2 separate regions of the Mus musculus genome follow, and region 1 is linked to region 2. The links are chromatin contacts, called in public promoter capture Hi-C maps. All regions are on one chromosome and are shown on one strand. The core of a region is the stretch at or near the end of the contact, and the rest is flanking DNA. Distances in the headings are between cores, read along the strand shown.

The links. Promoter capture Hi-C pulls out the DNA fragments that hold promoters and counts their contacts.
Region 1: a contact with region 2 is called in a promoter capture Hi-C map of stem cell-derived epiblast-like cells, with 4 times the contacts expected there. The contact joins the promoter of 1700122O11Rik here to the promoter of Pgc in region 2. A contact is called at or near these places in 1 of 39 promoter capture datasets (stem cell-derived epiblast-like cells), 5 of 484 Hi-C or Micro-C datasets (CD4 T cells, Th1 cells and embryonic stem cells), 9 of 115 datasets of contacts at active chromatin or transcription factors (embryonic hindbrain, embryonic stem cells, large pre-B cells and 2 more) and 3 of 9 other capture datasets (embryonic stem cells, macrophages and pancreatic islet).

What each region holds. Positions count from the first base shown.
Region 1 is chr17:48,036,353-48,039,901 of GRCm38.p6, forward strand. It overlaps 1700122O11Rik (RIKEN cDNA 1700122O11 gene), which reads right to left and starts at 1,941. Exons shown (of 3, transcript NM_029689.1): 1 at 1,862-1,941; 2 at 1,063-1,216; 3 at 393-929. The coding sequence starts at 1,919. The coding sequence ends at 416.
Region 2 is chr17:47,724,280-47,729,207 of GRCm38.p6, forward strand. It overlaps Pgc (progastricsin (pepsinogen C)), which reads left to right and starts at 2,563. Exons shown (of 9, transcript NM_025973.3): 1 at 2,563-2,685; 2 at 4,463-4,622. The coding sequence starts at 2,627.

The sequences.
Region 1 (3,549 bases), core at 691-3,190, 310 kb after region 2:
TGACCAGAATAGGAACAACTTGAGCAGCCGAATAAATACACCAGCGTTACATACTCCAAGTGTATTATAAATATCCCCGAGTCCATAATGACTTAAATAATAAAGTAAATGAGAGTGAAATCTCTGTGCTAAGCGATGTGAACAAAAAGCTAAGACTGTAGCTCAGACTGTACACTGGGCATTGCCTGTAGCCCAAGTACTCCAGAGAGAGGCAGGAGGATTAGAGGTTCCAGGTCTTTCTTGGCTACATAGCGAGTTTGACATCAGTCTGGGCAACAAGAGACCCGGGAGGGAGGGAGGGAGGAACCTGACCTATGTTTCAATCTTTTAGAAATATCGTGAAGATTTCATGAGCTAATACATCTCAAAGTGCCTAGAACTGTGTTAGACTGTTGCTGGTGTAACAAAAAAATATTTATTTTGAAGGAAGATGAGGCAAAGGGTTGCCCCAGGCACCTGGGGTGTGGGTGACCTCTTTGGCAGAGGGTGTGTGTTGTCCCTTAAGAGCAGAGCTCTTGGAGGGAGGGTTGATAATAACCGGAGGCCACATTGACATTGCGGTCTGCTGTTGCCCTGTCTTGGGCATAGTAGATCTCTTAGGGGAGACCTTGGGTGGAAGTCTGGGAACTGCTTTGGGCATCTTCAATCTGGACGCTGATAGAGGCTCCATCAGAGGCTGGTTTCTTAGCCAGCTAGACTCTTCTCTAGATCCCAATGAGGGCAAGGTTTTAGGGGTGGGGCAGGAAGTCATGGAGGGTAGGGGGTGGAGCCTCATCTTTGAGCTCAATCTGCAGCCGCAGAGGCAGGTTCCACGGAGTGAGGGCAGGGAGAAATCTTCCCACCACTGGGCTTGCTCTGGGGAGGGCCTGGGCCAAGCCATCAGGCCCCACACTGAGTTCTGCTTGGGTACTCCAAGAAGGGCCTTGATCCTGAGCAAAAGGAAGGAAGAGTGGAGTCAGGGAGTGGAGATAGAGGGGCAGCGGACCGATATGGTCATAGAGTGAGGCTCTCCAGAGCCGGGAGGGACAGGAGGAAGAAGGAAGGCGCTGTGTCTCAACACACCTGTTTTGTTCTTCTTTCTCTTGCTCTTGGTCTACATTCTCCTTCCCTGTTTCTTCTTCTTCCTCCTCTTCCTCAAGTTTTATTTTGTTCCAAATATCTTCCAATGATGAGATCTTGGACATAGGACTGAAGATAGAATTCACCCATCTTTCCTCTTAAAAAAAGGGGGGGGGATGGTAGGAACCTCATATCAAGAGAATCCAGGATTGACAGATTCAGGGTTGGGGAAGAACCAAATTCCTTCCCTAGCTCACACTCTCACCCCAGATTTAGGCCTTAGGCCTACCAACGCTGGACTATTTGGATGGCAATCTTGCCACTTAGAATATAGTGACAAACCCCCCTAGCTTTTTTTTTTTTTCTGAGGCAGTGTCTCACTATGTAGTCCAAGCTGGCTTCAAACTCTCAATTCCCCTGACTGATGCAGTCTTCCAAGTGCTGGATCACAGATTTGTGAGGCTACACCTGGCTCTCAGTCCCCTCTGCCTGACAAAAACTCTACCAGTTAGGTGACTCAAGGCCCAAGCCTGGACCATTCATCACTTTGACAGATGCTTTGAATCAGTCCCCTCAGTCCCTCTCTCCTCCGATGGCTACCATTACCTTTGTTTGTACCTGGCACGTCAGGGACGCTTACAGAGAGCCTTACTAAGCCATAGTGGGGCTTTCTTCCTTGAACACACACACACACACATGCACAGGAACACGCACACACGCACGCACACACACTTCTAACCAGTACTTCTGTATAGATTTGGGGTTGAGATTATTTCTGCTCATGTCTGTCCATGAGACAGACCTCCAAAGTCACTTGGCCAGTGGCTGACAGGCCACGGGACATGCCCATGCCACTCCATCCTATCCACTCGGAGTAGAAGGGAAGGGAATGTGAGCAAGAACTTCTTTATCTTAGCTTAAAGGGAGGAGCCACACCTCCAAACCTATTGTGACATCATCCTTGTGAGCCATAAGTCCAAAGGAGCCATCATGTCTTTACCAAATCTAGCTCCTTAGGGTCTCTGGGATGTTAACTCTCCTTCCATTTCCCCAGCTCCTCTGTGGAATGGATGAGATACCACAGAGCCCACAGTTCAGCTGGGGACCCCTCTCCTCTGAAGAGTCAGGTGCTGCTGGGATTAAAGGTAGCACCAGCAATGCCTGACTGGTTTTGAGACAAGATCTCATGATGTAGTCCAAGTTAGTCTGCTACTTCCGACCTGTTTGTCTCCACCTTCAAAGATTAGTATGTGGGCAGATACCCTTGTGCCTGACCTTGAGAGTGTTTCTAGACATTGATGATAAACTTCGATGCTCACTACATTTGACTGGAGAAGGAGAATCTGATGTGGGTATTTTGTTCTTGCTTTTGACAAGTCTCTTGGTTAGCCCAGGCTGGTTTCAAACTCATTATCCTCCAGTCTCAGCCCCCTGAATACTGGAATAGCGGGCATGGAGAGCCTAAATTTCTACAGTAGTATAGCTGGAGTCCTAAGCTTAGGCTAATTTCTGAGCAGGAACGTGAAGAACTGGCAAGATCTCTCTGCCCTCCAGTTGGTGCTGAAATGCCCCTGACCTGGAACCTCACAGTCTTCTTTCTGTTCCTGCTGTGGAACTTTAAGGTGTGTGGTTGTCTTGGGAGTATGCAAGGGGATGGGTATACCAAGTGTCCCTTCGTGGCTCTTGTCTCTCTTCCTTGTTTTTATTGGCTAGAGTAAAGAGATCAAGTCCAGCACAACAGCTGGCCTGCCTGTCTAGGGAATCTTAGAGAAGAAAGGGCTAGGGTTTGATGACCTAGAAGGCCGAGGAACACAATCCAGGCTGAAGAAGGAAGCCTGCAGGTAAGTGTGAAGTGAACGCTTGGGATTTCCTTACTGGCTACCCTGGGCAAGCATCTCCATCTCCTAGAGCCCCATTATCTTCATCTGCAAAGTGGAACGCAAGTTGGTTCCCATCTCTCCAGCTCATGCAGAGAGAGTAGATGGTGCAAGAGAAAAGGAGTGGCTGGCACACAGTAGGACCCCAGATATTGCAAATAATACATATTGCCGGCCACAAAGTGTTGTGCACTTTCCTTCGAGTCCCACCTCTCTACCATCTGCCTCTACTTAAAAACAATCCCTCCCTCCCACGTGAGTAATTTTCCCTCTCAGTAGCTCCCTGAAGCTGACAGCAACCAACTCTGGGCGGAGTCCCGCAGAGGCTCCTGCCCATTAGTCAGGGTTTCCAAGGCCCTGCCTGGGACTCCCCCCTCCTCCCTCTAGGCAAGGACAGGAAGTGGGGACTTTGAGAGTTGCAGTCTTCCCCCGCAGTCACTATGCCTGCAGTCAGTCAGTGTCTCCCACGGAGGGCGAAACACGGGCCACCTGCTTCTGCCTTCTACTGTTCAGTCCCTGCAGTGGTCCTGACGGCCGGGCAACTGGGCAACCCGTGTGGGCTTGAGCTCTAGGATAAATTTACTACGCGACGTTGAAGAAGCTGTCCTCTGGG
Region 2 (4,928 bases), core at 1,313-3,812:
GGTCCACAGGGGCTGTGGAATCACCTGTCAGCTGAGCAGGCACATCCTGGCCTGCTGCGGGTCAGGAATGCTCTATAGATGTGGCGGAACTTGGCCTAGAGATTTGACTGACAAGGACTCCTGGAGTTGTAGGGAGGCAAGGAAAAGTTCCTCAAGGCTGAGGTGGTGGAAGCCGGGAGGCCTCGCAGGACTTTAGAACACTCCATGGCTTTGGCAAGCTACTAACGATTTTCTCACTGTCTTTTCCCTGTTCCCCCAAATCTGAAGATCTCATCCCTTAGTCCACCAACCCAGACTCCAGTGCATCTCTGAAGACTCTAGGGAAGGAGGGCTGAGCTAGCCTTGAAACACAAGTCTGCAGAGACCTCCCTATCTGTGCCAGGCCCAGGCAGACACCTAGCCCTCCCACCTCCCCTCCCTCATCGCAGTCTTGGGGAGGCTCCAGTGCTCTGGCTGGGCGGTGGGTAGCAGTTGCCAGAGTGGAAAATTCCTACTGGAGAGATGACATACGTGCCTAGCAGATCTGATCCCAGCCTTCTGCCTACAATGCTCTGGTGTGTTAAATCTATATGGGGCCCTGAGTCTGGGGTAAAAGGTGACAGAGCTGGCAGGGGACTTTTTCCACTGACTCCAAATAGAGAGCTTGTTGGTGACCAGGTTGGTGGCCTAGCTAACTCAAGGCATGAAAAAGGTATAGCAAGGTTAGAGGGATGAAGGAGTGGTTAGTGGGATGGGTAAGTGCTTTGGAGAGGGTAATGGGGGAGACAGAGGGGCTTTGAGAATCCCTAAAGATAGAAGAGCAGGGCCTACTGGTATAGACCTGTAATCCTACCTACATAGTAGATAGGTAGTGTTGACTCTGGTGGACAATAAGTTCAAGGCCTGCCTAGACTACAGAGTGAGTTCAAGTCTAGCCTGTGCAAATTAGCAAGTGTCTGTCTCAAAAATAAAATATATCCATGCGTAGAAGCACACACCTACAATCCCTGAACTTGGGAAGCTAGGGCAGAGAGACGGTTGAGAATTCTGGGCCACCCTGGGCTGCAGAGTGAGTTCCAAGTCAACTTGGTCTATCGTGGGAGATTTTGTTTCCAAACTAAAAGAAAAAATAGCCTAGGTCGTGCCAGCCTGGAGATGAGTTTAAATTCATCACCCACATAAAGAGCAGGCCATGACTATATGGCATGTGTCTATAACCCTCGCACCCGAGGACAGAGGCAGATAGAGCCCAGGGACTCACCAGCCTTCAGTTTACATGAGGCAGCAGGCTCAGTACTCAGTGAGAGATCCCATCTTTCAAATATAAGGTGAGGGGGCCAGCAAAATAGCTCAGTGGGTAAAGGAGCTTGCCATCAAGCCTGAGACTCCCCAGGACCCACTTGGTAGAAGAAGAGAAAAACCCCCTGCAGTGGTGACACATTGAGCGACGCCCCCATCCCCTCCCACCACCCCTTATTTGAAAATTTTAAAAAATGAAGGTAGATACGCACTTGAAGAAGACATTCTAACATCTGCCTCTGGCTTCCACATGTACCTGCATAGGTGAAAGTGTGCAGGCGCACACACATACACCATATGAACACATCCACAAACCGGCTCAGTGGTTGACTGGCACACATGAGACCCTAGGTTCAACCCCCAGACCCCCAACCAAATAAAGCTCCCAGATAGCAACGGGGAGGGAAGAGAGACAGCGGGAGAAAGAGCAGGGTGCAGGTGTGGCCCCTCCATTCACACCCTGCTCTTAGAACGCAGCTCACATGGCTGTATGGTGTGATTCTCCTCTGGGAGTGATTCCCGCTGAATTGGGACAGGACTTCATGCCGAAAGCTTCCAAACCACCACTCCGTTCTGACTCCATCTGCTAGCCCCGACCTCAGCATCAGTACTGTCACCACAGACTGCTGCCCCTGAACCCCAGCTCCCAGAAGTTTAAGGGGGATTGGGAATCATGACTTAAGTCAGACCTCCAAGTATGTTGCAAGTATGGTGGACTAGGCGGTTCCTCAAGAGCTTGTCTCCAAGGGGAAACCAAAAATGCCTGGAGTCATTTTGGTGGCTACAGCCTAGGGTTGGGGAGGGGAGCAAGTAGGGGCTGCTATTAGCATTTAGTGGGAAGATGGGGTTATTGGTAGCATCCTACAGTGAACAGATCATGCCCAGAAACAAAGAATTATTTGCTTCCAAATATCATTGGAGACAAGCTTGAGGGACCAACTGTCAGGTCCCAGGCCCCTTCTTCAAGCCCTCACCTCAAACACCTCTATGGCGCCTCTGATTCCCAGAGGTGCAATCTTTGCCACTTCACTGTGCGGCTGCTTTGTTCCCTCATATCGCAGCTACCTCCTGGCCTTCCCTGCTTGAAGTAAGAAAGTCAATAAGATGAAAAATGTCCTGGTCCTGCTCCAGAAGGAAAAACACACAGAAACTATTGATACTTGGAGTCCAAGGGACATCTTGGCTTGGGGCGGGGCAGGGGGGCGGCATGCTTGCCCAGGCTGGGAGTCAGGGGCTGGGCTAGCTCCTGGGTGTATAAAAGGAAGGAGTCCCGCTCAGCTCTCCACTCCACCGCAACGGTCGAGCTCGAAGTGATTTCTTCCAGTGAGACCAGCTGCAAACCGGCATCATGAAGTGGATGGTGGTCGCCTTGCTCTGCCTCCCACTCCTGGAGGCAGCTTTGATCAGGTGAGACTGGAGAATGGCTCTAGGCTCGGAGACCCTCAGGCGGGAACCTGGACTCTGGTGCCTATGAAGGTGTCAGATCCCCTGGGACAGGCATTACAACAGGTTGTGGGTGCTGAGACTCGAACCCTGCACTTCTGGGAAAGCAAACTGTGCTCTTAAACCACGGAGCCATGCCTTCAGCCCCTTCATATGTATTAATAGTGATCCAAAGATACTGTAGTGGGGAGGATTACACAGGTTATAAGGAATACTCATGGATTTGAGCATCTGTAGATTTTGATAGTTCATAATTTTTAAAAAGTTTTTTCTTTAAAATTTGTGTGTGTGTGTGTGTGTGTGTATGTGGGATGATGAGATAAGTGTGCCTGGGCCACTGAATATTTGTGGAGGTCAGAGGACAGATCCAAGGAGTCAGGGCCTCCTTCTACCCTATGGTACTAGGAGCTACACTCAAGTCTTCAGGCTTGGCAGCAAGCCCCTTTCCCTGTTAAGCCATCTTGCCAGGCCTGCTACCTGGTAGTTTCTTGGGTGAAAGGCCAGCTAGCTTAAGCTAGCATGGTGCAACCGCAGTACAGGTGAATGGTGTGCCCTCCCGTGGAGGTGTAAGCAGAGAGACCCTGGAATCCTAGAGTCCTACGAGAATGAGGAGTTACAATGGAAAGAAAGAATACAAGAAAAAGGAATTCTAGGTTGCAGTGCACGCAGGTGGCTCTGCAGAGACCCTTGGGCAATGGCAGCCCACTTGGATCACGCTCATGGTGCCATTGGCAGAAGCCATGACCCCTATGCTCTAACTCTGGAGTTCACAAGTCACTTCCCTGTGGACTGTTCCACGAGGCACAGTGATGTCCCTGGGTTGTAAAGTTATCAATAAGTAGGGGGATCAGCACGATTCCCCTTCTTCCACACTCTGTCCCGTCGGTTGGTTGGTACTTGGTGCCAGAGGACCACCATAGGAAAGGACACTTTGGGGTGAACCTGCTTTCTCTGGCACCTTTAAAAAAGTGTAGCACCATGGACTGGGATGTGGCTCAGTTGGTAGGATACTTGCCTAGCATGTATGATGCTCTGGCTTTGACCCTCAGCACTCTAGAAACTGGGTGTGGTGGCAGAAGAAGGAGGATCAGAAGTTAGAGGCCGCTTTTTGATTCATATCAAGTTTGAGGCCAGCCTGAGACATGTGAGACCCAGTTTCAAAAACATAAACTCACTGATTCTAATAAGGACAATTCTCCAAGTCACCTTCCTGTTCCTGGGGAGAATTACAGGCTGTAGTAGAACAGGGGCCCTTGAGCCAGGCGTTGGTGGTGCACGCCTTTAATCCCAGCACTTGGGAGGCAGAGGCAGGCGGATTTATGAGTTCGAGGCCAGCCTGGTCTACAAAGTGAGTTCCAGGACAGCCAGGGCTATACAGAGAAACCCTGTCTCGAAAAAAACCAAAGAACAGGGGCCCTGGGCAGCCTTTTATGTGGGGTGAGGATGGATAAAGTTGAAGTTGGTTAACTTCCGAATCTTGGAGCAAACATTAAGGAGGAGTTTGAGCGAGGGAGGAAGTAGAAAGAAAAAGATGAAGGGGAAGAAAAACTAGGAAGAATGGAAAGCGAGAGATGGAGAGGAGAGATAGAGATTCAGTGGGCGTGCTTGGGGGCAGACTGGCAGAGAGACTGAGACACACGGACAGAGCTAGGAGACACACAGAGAGAGAGAGGTATGGAAGGAGAAAGGGAAGAAAGAAGAAGGCAGGGCCCGGGCCTGACACATCCACCGCCTTCCACAGGGTCCCCCTGAAGAAAATGAAGAGTATCCGGGAGACCATGAAGGAACAAGGTGTCCTCAAAGACTTTCTGAAGAACCACAAGTATGACCCTGGCCAGAAATACCACTTTGGCAAGTTTGGTGACTACAGTGTACTCTATGAGCCCATGGCCTATATGGATGTAAGTCTTAACACCCTTCTCCCAACCCAGGGTGTCTCTGTCCCTGCTGCCAAAAGGTCTTCTGCCTGCCTTCCTGCCCTGGGTTGCACACATCCTTTTCCTAACCTGCTATGGGCAACTGTTGGAGAGCCTGAGCTGGGGGGAGGGGGGGTTGCTTTCAGCTGAGCCCACGCACAGACTGAGCATCCGTTGCCGCTTGGGGCAGGTTTCGAGGGAAGACTTGGGCCAGTGGTTTTGGTGCGGTCTGGAGGGCAGCAGCTGAGTCCTTCTCCGCTTGCTTTTGGAGTTGCTGAGCCCTTAGATCCC